2 separate regions of the Triticum aestivum genome follow, and region 1 is linked to region 2. The links are chromatin contacts, called in public HiCAR-type maps. All regions are on one chromosome and are shown on one strand. The core of a region is the stretch at or near the end of the contact, and the rest is flanking DNA. Distances in the headings are between cores, read along the strand shown.

Region 1 (4,333 bases), core at 1,779-4,278, 310 kb before region 2:
GGCTAAAACCGATACAACCCAACCCATATGACATGGATACCTCCGGCCAACCTGGCTACCGACATGGAGCATGAAGCTGCAAAGAAGAAAGGCATTCGCCGAGGAGTCGCAAGCGTCATCATCATCACTGGTTGCCTCGAACGGAGGACTCCGACTTCACCGTAGAGCTCCATCATCAAAGCCACCCACAAACAGCTGCAGAAACCATGGAGGCCATGCCAACAGATGGCCACACGCGCAAGCAACTGATAGCTCCGACTTTGATGACGAGCATCGCAAGGGAAATATGCAGGACTTGCGCCAAACGTGCCTCCGCAATCCACGGAAGAGCACCTCGGACACGCCAGGAAGAGCCGACTACCGAAGTCCACGCCGCGACCCAAACTCCTCGCGACGCCATCATCGTTGCCAAAACAGAAACCAGCACCCCGCCTCAGCAAATCACGCAGCGAAGATGCCGCCCATCCACGGCGAGGATGCCGCCTTCCACCGGTCTCCCAGTCGCGGCCGGCTCCGAGACGATGCCCCGAAGGAGGAGAAAGACGGGAAGGCGCCTCCATCGCTCGATCATGCGGATCTGAGGTTTCCCTCCGGAGCCAAAGCCGTGCGGAGGAGGAGCACACCTCCACGGCGACGCTTCCAAGAAAGATCACGACACCGCGGGCGCCGCCGTCGCCGGCTCCGAAGAGGACCAGAGCAAGGATTTCTCCCGGAGATGACCACCTACAGCCACCGACCGCCGCCCATCAACCACCACCTGCCTAGGCCGACCTCACTCCGACCACGGGATCCCACGATCCACCATGACCAGATACACTCACCACCTCCCTGGCCGTAGCCACCGTCCACCACCGCAACACCACCGCGGCCACCACCACCGCAGCCACCAAAGCCGCAACGCGAAGTGCTGCACCCAGATCGAAGAGTTAGTTCACACCAGATCCAGATTGGAGCCGCACCAACATAGCAGCAGCGCAGACGAGCAGCTCCTCCACCTACAACGCACACCGCGCTCCAGAGCAGCACAACCACCGCGTCCAGCCGGTCGCCGCGCCCGGCCGTCAAACTGCTCCCCACGCACGCATCCGGAACCGAGTGCGGCCGCGCGCATGCGCACCGTCCATGCCCAAGCCACGCCAGAGCCCGGACCGAGGCCGCCGCCCTGGAGTCGCATCCGCCGCCCGCAGCCGACGCCAGCACCGCACGCCTCCCGCCATCCGTCGCCCTTCGCTGCGAGCTCCCCCTCGCGAGAGACGGCACGGAAAGAAGAGGTCCGGCCGCCGCCGGGTCAGCGCGGGCTTCGCCCGGCGGAGGCCTCCGGCGACGGCGAGGGGAGGGAGTGAGGAGGGGGAGCGGTGGAAGGGGACTGCGCCGCCGCCCGTGGCGCCCCGAGGAGGGAGCGACGCGAGGGCTAGATAGTTATGAATGAATGCATACATTTTCACCACCATTTTTCTGCGCGAAAGCTCGCCGTTTCCCACCCCCCCGCGTCCCGATCACCGTCGCCCACCGCCGCCATGGAGCCGATCGAGACGATCATCATCACACCGGAGTTGGAGGACTGATTGGTGGTGGCTGACCGCAAGGTTAACACGGAGAGGCACAACGGATGCCGCAAAAAGAAGAAAAGGAAGGACGCTTTGGCACGGCCGATCACCCAGTGCCTCCTCCACCAAAGCGTGTGAACCAGCCATGCAACCGCGCCCACCCTTGCTGACGCAACAAGCATTTGGGACCGATGGGATGTAAGAACTTGTTGAACATCTGATGCTTTTTAGTTGTTATGGTATATATTTGCATCTTGTTATACATTTGCTAAATTGCTATTGATCTGTATACGCATGTCCAATGAAGGAGGCTGGGTTTGAGGCGGACATTTGATGCACCAGGTTGGATGATAGATTCCGCTACCGCTGTGTATCGACACGTACAGACATGTCCATGGACATTTGATGTGTTCGATTAGATGCACGGCGATTAAGTTGCCCATAGATAGATCTTGATCGTCACCAAACCAGCCAGGTCACCGGTCTGCTGCTCCGGCTAGTCGTTGCGCAACGGCAGCGCTATGCTTTTCTTCTTTTTCTTATCGCCCGGTGTCTGGGGAGATCACCAGCAACCCAACACGCATGTGGCGGGTGCAGATGAGGTTCCAAATCTCATTGGATAACTCAAAGTGGGGGTGCTGCATGCAAACACGCACTAACGTTAATAGTACGCCTGCCATTCTGCGATTGTACTAGTAGTACCATGCAGACTACCCATTGATTAACTGCTGTTCAGTTAAGCCGCCAATGGATGGGTGGATCACACCTGTCCTCCGGCGTTTCCTTGTGAACAAACCGTACGTACTAGCAGCACTGTTTCTCGTAAGTGCAAGAGGCACGAACGAAACTTGCTCGCTCATTAAGCCGCAAGCTGCTTGGTTCTTTGAGTGTCTTCGAACTCACACACTTGCTTTGCTCCCATGCATTGCATGCATGCATCGATCGTACCCACATGCATGCATAATAGCCCAAGCCCAGCCGCCACCCTTTCCCAACCAACGAAGGCGGCAAATTTAACAATTTTGACCTGGAAACAAAATAAATTCACAGAATGAATTGGGTGCGAAACTATTTCACACCCCTAACCTTTTTGTTGGTTGCACCCAGTTCATTCTGTGAAATAGTTTCGCATCCAGTTCATTCTGTGAATTTATTTCGTTTCCAGGTCAAAATTGTCAAATTTGCCAACAAAGGCCGCTTCCTTTTTTAAGGTTCCATGCATGCATGTAGATGTAGGTGACCCGTGACTCACTCGATCAATCGTTCCATGAGCTTTGTATCGTCTGGTTGATGGTGATGATTAGCAACCCTCTTCCTCCTCGGCTCGGCTCCGTCCATCGACCATCCGTCTCGGCCCAGGACAGCGACACCCCTGGACGGTTGCAGATGCCTCCACGTGGGATCCCCCACGGACGCCCTCCACGGCCCACTCCCCTCCGGACACGTGGAGCCTCAGCCCCCACGTCGGATCCACCCATCCTGGTGCGCCGCCACTCCCTGTGCTCGCCCCTGTGGCCTCCACAACGACAGGGACGGAGCCATGCTTATCCTACCCCGGAGGCCGGATCCAAAAGCCACCGGCACTGGACACGGTACGCCTAGGCGATGCTCCAGTTGCTTTCATTCATGCTTTCGAACGGATGGATAATAAAAGGATTGGAAGAAGAGGAGCCAATCCATGCCGGTTTGCTTGCTCGCTCGCTCGCTTCCGTACTTTCTTTGATTAACTGTTGCGTTCCTTGCAAGGCACTTGATAAAGATCAGCAGCCAATGATGTTAATTGTTCGTCTGGCCTGTTATTCATAAGGATCGAATAACCTAATTTCTCGTGTTCATGTACTTGATCGTCACGGTATTTAGTTTAATCCCTTTTGTGGGCAGGCATAGGGGATGCCCGCTGCTTTACCACTGATGGCGATGTCCATTGATCTTAGCATTCGCATCGTTGCGCACTTTGGGCCCCATTAAACTGGAATGCATGTGTTCTAGAAGACGCTCGTTAGAGTAATATTAGAGGTTTCATCTTCCTACCTGCAAAAAAAAAAAGAGAGAAGAGGTTTTATCTTCCGTAGTCATTTTTATTTCCAATAAGAGATCAAACATTGTCTACAAAAAGAACATAAATGGGAGAAATAAATTAACTCAAGGCTTTCTATGTGTTTTGTTTACGAGAAGGATCAGATATGTAATAGAAGTTCATCGACAATACAAAGCATCTTAGACATAAAAAGAATTGCATCGAGATTTTGAGATCATCGAATGACCACTACTGTGGCCAGAACAAGCCGCCGCTGCACCGCTAAACATAAAATGGGAGAAATAAATAAACTCGAGGTTTCATATGTAATACTACTACGACAACACTGGAGTTCTTTTCGCCTTTTGCGCAGTTGCTATCTTTTTTTTAAGTACAACCATATTCTACTTTTACCCGCTCCGCCCATACACATATTTTTGCGTTTGTTGTCTCAACTTTGAGCATAACTCTACTGTTAGTGAAAGTTTTGAGCTTTATTCCCTCTAACCTAATTAATGTATGATCTCCTGGTGATGATCTATAGAATTATTGTGCTAGCTACATTGATCCCAAACTCTGTCTTTTAATTTTCTCCTCCATCTAAGCATTGGTGCTTGTGGCCTTTAATTTCTTTCCTGTAGGACCTATTCATCCCGTGGTTGGGTGTGATGGAGCCTAATTTGCGGAGGAAGCAACACTAAAGCAAGGAAACCCAATGCCTTTTAGCATATCAAAACCCGGAGCTTTGCCTTTCATGATGCTTCGGTTT
Region 2 (4,568 bases), core at 1,522-4,021:
TAAGCATTTGTGGGAAGGGATAGATGGAATAGATAGACGGATGGATAGATACCATTTTTCTCCCTTTCTTTTTTGTGCAGGAATCAACGTCTGCTGCCTTGTTTGGTTGAGGGAATAATTGTCCTCTCGCCGAATGTTTGCTGAATCCTGTTGCGCGCCGACTGCTCGCACTCGCGGATGCAACCATGCAACTGCAGCGGCGATAATTAAACAACAATGCTATTATACCAGTGCCACTATTAACACGGCAGGATAAACAAATCGTGGAGTTGGATAGTGCGGAAGCGGTGGCGATGCTCAAAGCACCAATGACAGACAGGTCACAACATCGCTCTCTCGTCGAAGAGATTAGCAGCTTAGTACGCCGTCATGCTAGAGAGCTTGTATTCGTGCAGTGTAGCCGTTAGCAGAATACCGCGAGTCATGAGTTGGCCGCATATGGCCGTAGCACCCCATGTACGGCAGTCTGGTTCGCAGGAGGACCGAACTTTCTTGTAAACTTGGTTAAGGCCGAGAGGCCTCCTTGAGTAATGAAAGTTTTTTCCCTTGGAAAAAGAAAAACAAATCGTTTGACAGGACACATGAGGGGAGACGCTGATTATTTTTAGGAAGCGGCGAGTGTCCACTTTGGGTTTTGGGTCCGCTGTCTAGGCAGGTTTTTCTTGTCATGATCTGGTCCATACTGTGTAAGTATTCACAGAGCGATCATATTATCTTCGCATACATACAGTACGTACAGTGCCAGTAATGTTTGATGAGTATCGCGATAAGACAGGGCTGGGATTGCAGCTGCGCCAGAATTCTGAGTAAGTATGTATTTCTGGTACCACATGATTAAACTCGTCCAACAAAGAAAAATAAAAGGAAATGATGAACGTTCAGAGGACGGGAACGGCGAGATTAACAAATTGGGAACGGCCGTCCGGGTGGCTTTGAAAGTGGATTTAAAACTGGGGTTGGTGCACGCAAAATTCCTAGGTTGTACGAGCCCCCGTATTTAAAAATTGTTACGGGCGTAGAACGTTGGACGACAGTTGAAATACCGAGCCGCTTGGTTTATGCATGATATATATTTGGTGGTTCGGTTCAGTGACGCAGATGGTACCAAGCTCCCTTCTCATCACTGTCGTCTTATCTTGTTTTTTTCTTCCTTGGTAGTGCCCTGTCACCTTATCTTGTTAATAGTTTTGACCTGTTTGTTAACCCATTGGAGGATGGTGCGTGGTCCAGACCTTGTATAATGCAGGGCGCCTTATTTGTAACGTGTGAAGCCAGCAAAGTCAACAGCGCACCGACACGTCATGGCGTAACTAATCACGAGCTGAATGAATCCCATCTACTAACCATATTATTTTCTTCAGAAAAAGTAAAACGTTATTGACGTTGAAATATGTAATCCAAGAGCGAAGAGAAGCAAATCCGCTTGATTAATTATAATTTATTTCAGTTTTCTCTCTAATTTTGCATCTGTTTTATATAGTTCCCGCCGGCAGCAGTGCGAACCGGGTGACGCGCTCAACTTGGACATGGGCGCTCTCTATGGACTCCGACGTACGGTACGGGTGCGCAGGGGCACCGAGGTAAAACTTGGGAACGCATAGTGCACAGGCGTGTACGTACGTGTGATGTGCTGTTGCGTTGTACTCTACCTCCCTCCCCTCCACGCCCGCCCGAGCCCACAAAGATGACACGCACATGTGGCATGGACCCGTCGTCTTCACCCGTCATTTCACATTTGCACACGACGGTCGACATGTATGCCTAGCTTTGCTTCACTTGTTCTTGCCAGCCTTCTCCTTCTCTCTGCCGTTTCTTTCTGTGAACGCGTGTGGCCGATGAACCAACGGAGGAGGGAGGAGTACCTGTGTGCAGTGCCGTGACACAGACATGATGCATGGAAAGCTAGGAGTATCTATCGATGGCCGATGCGCTGTAGACGGATTATGCGCTGGCGCTGTCCCCCGGCCATTGGACGTCCGCCCCGGCACCGCACGTACGGCCCCCGTGAGGAGAGGAGAGGAGACACCATCATCTAGTGGCATGAATCTCCTTTTATATATCCGCCTATATCCATTGTCGAGCTTGGCTATGGGCTATGGCTACCCGTTGGTTCGATCATTGCGATCGTGTGCGGAACTGCGGGTATATATCCCGCCCGCCAATGGATGCAAGCACGCAGTAACAGACCCATTGATTAACTGCTGTCAGCTATAAGCCGCCAATGGATGGGTGGATCACACCTGTCCTCCTGTGTTTCCTTGGAACAAACTGCACCAGCAGCAGCACTGTTTCTCGTAAGTACTGGAGTACGAACCAAACTTATTACTCGCTAATCAAGCCGCCGAATGGGTGCATGGATTACACATGTGCTTTCCAGTTACAAGATGCTTCTAACTCCTATTTCTCTAATAAAAACTACTTTTGTTACTGATCACCCCTTTGCTCCCATGCATATGCATGCATCGATCATACCCACATGGATGCATAATACCCAGTCGCCACTTTTCCCCAACAAACAAAGGCCGCTTCCTTTTTTAAGGTTCCATGCATGCATGTAGATGTAGCTGGTCCGTGACTCACTCCATCGATCCACCGATGAGCTTTGTCACCAACCCTCTTAATCTCTCCTCCAATCCTCCTCAGCTCAGTTCAGCTCAGCTCCATCGACCATCCGTCCCGGTCGAGGACAGCGACGCCCCTGGACGGCTGCAGATGCCTCCACGTGAGATCCCGCACGGACGCCCTCCACATCCCAATCCCCTCGTCGGATCCACCCATCCTGCTGCGCCGCCGTTCCCTGTGCTCAACCCTGTGGCCTCCACGTTGACAGGGACGGACAAGTGCTTATCCTTCCTGCCCGCATCTAAAAGGCCTCCGTGTCCGGGACGTAGTACTTTTAGGCCAACTCCACCGCGCGACCCTATCATGTCCGTCCCCGTCCGTTTGGGATAAAAGGGACAAACCGGGCGGCCCAGCGCGCTGGAGCAAACGGACTTTTGTCCGTTTTGTGTCCGCTTTCGACCCATCCCCGGCCCAAGTTTGCGCCGTTTTTAGGGTGAAACGGACACCACGCGGACGCGCCGGCCGTCTGCGCGTGTCCTCCCCTGGCCCGCCCCTCGGTGGCACAGGGCGGGCCTTTTCTATCCGCCCCCATCCCTCCCTCCGGCCGCACCCCACTCCACTCTTCTCCACTCTTCCCCACTCTTTGCCTCGGCGCCGCCGCCGCCACTGCCATTGCAGCCGTGCAGCTCGGACGCGCACTCGCCCAGCCCCTTCCCCTCGGCGCCGCCGAGCTACCCAACCACGGCCACCTGGTTTGCGCACCCGCCGGCCGGATTGGGGGCGGATCCGGTCGGTCTTGAGCTCGCCCGGCTGTGGGAGGCGGGGCCGCGCCATGGACTGGCCGGGCACCTCGCCGGAAGGCCCTGGCAGGGCCGCAAGGCCACATGCAGGCAGTGGCTCCTCCTCTAGCCGCTCAGATCTGCACCGTCGGTGGTCCGCCGGCAGATACACGAATGGCGGCCGTCCGGGCTCGGTGCATGCCCAAAAGCTCGTCGGCGTACCGTTGCCACTCATTAAGTGCGACCACCGCCCAAGGATGGTCGTGCGCCGCGTGTCTACAACGCCGGAACATCCCGGATGGGTGTTCATCAAGTGCTTAAACGATGGGGTATGTGCTCTTTTTAGCTTCGGTTTGTGCTCTCGGAGTAGACTAGTTGTGCTAACTTCAAATTTTATTGTGTAGAATGGATGCAAGTTTTGGTATTGGGAAGAGGAGTACATCGATATATTGATAGAGCGAAATTTAGTACATGTTCGTGCACTTTTAGCTAGCATAGAGGCTGTAGATGAGACAAGTGCACTTGTTGCTAAGGCTAGACACAAGACTAGGTATGAGGAAGCAACATCGACTTCTGGCTTGAAGAAGAAAGGAGGGTGCAACATCGAGCCTCCTCCACAGATCAACAATCAATGCATCGAGAAGGCCCTAACCCAACTCAAGGGAGCAGTTATGGAAGTTGGGTATCTTCTAAAATGTATTCTTATGGTTGTTATTTTCTTTAGCCTTGCTTTACTAGTCAAAATGTGATGATGTATTGTCATGTATCAAAAATGAATGATAAAAAAAAGTGAAGGACTTGGAAAGAAAAATGCACGCGGACAGGATGCGGCCGGGATGCGTACGTGCGCTGGGCGCACGGCCACCGCATCCCAGGACACGCCCGGACACGACCCCAAATCCCTACCCAAACGGACAGAATCCGGACAAAACGGACGTCCGTTTGGGGTTGCGCGGTGGAGTTGGCCTTATGTGTTGCTCTAATTGCCTTCATTTGTCCTTTTAAAAACGATGGACCCTCTTGTACTCTTTCGGAAGGTACCGGGAATGTGCATCGAACGGATGGATTCCACGGATTGGAAGAAGAAGAACCATAGCCGGTTTGCTTGTTTGCTTCCGTACTTTCTTTGATTTAACTGTTGCGTCCCTTGCAAGGCATTTGATTAAGATCAGCAGCCAATGATGTTAATTGCTCGCCTGGCCTGTTATTCGCGAGGATCGAATAATT

What was found. HiCAR-type assays count read pairs that join an accessible place to other places.
Region 1: a HiCAR-type map of leaf shows a contact between it and region 2, with 4 times the contacts expected there. The contact joins two enhancer-like sites. A contact is called at or near these places in 1 of 5 Hi-C or Micro-C datasets (leaf) and 1 of 1 datasets of contacts at active chromatin or transcription factors (leaf).

The regions. Positions count from the first base shown.
Region 1 is chr3D:540,701,571-540,705,903 of IWGSC CS RefSeq v2.1, reverse strand. No RefSeq gene overlaps it. Among protein-coding and RNA genes, the nearest start is that of LOC123080320, 31 kb to the left of the region's middle. Within about 2 kb of position 3,028, at least 6 of the 8 cell types and tissues checked have an H3K27ac peak or open chromatin away from gene starts, as enhancers often do. A contact at or near this core is called in leaf, where this site is marked.
Region 2 is chr3D:540,389,459-540,394,026 of IWGSC CS RefSeq v2.1, reverse strand. No RefSeq gene overlaps it. Among protein-coding and RNA genes, the nearest start is that of LOC123076468, 52 kb to the right of the region's middle. Within about 2 kb of position 2,771, at least 7 of the 8 cell types and tissues checked have an H3K27ac peak or open chromatin away from gene starts, as enhancers often do. A contact at or near this core is called in leaf, where this site is marked.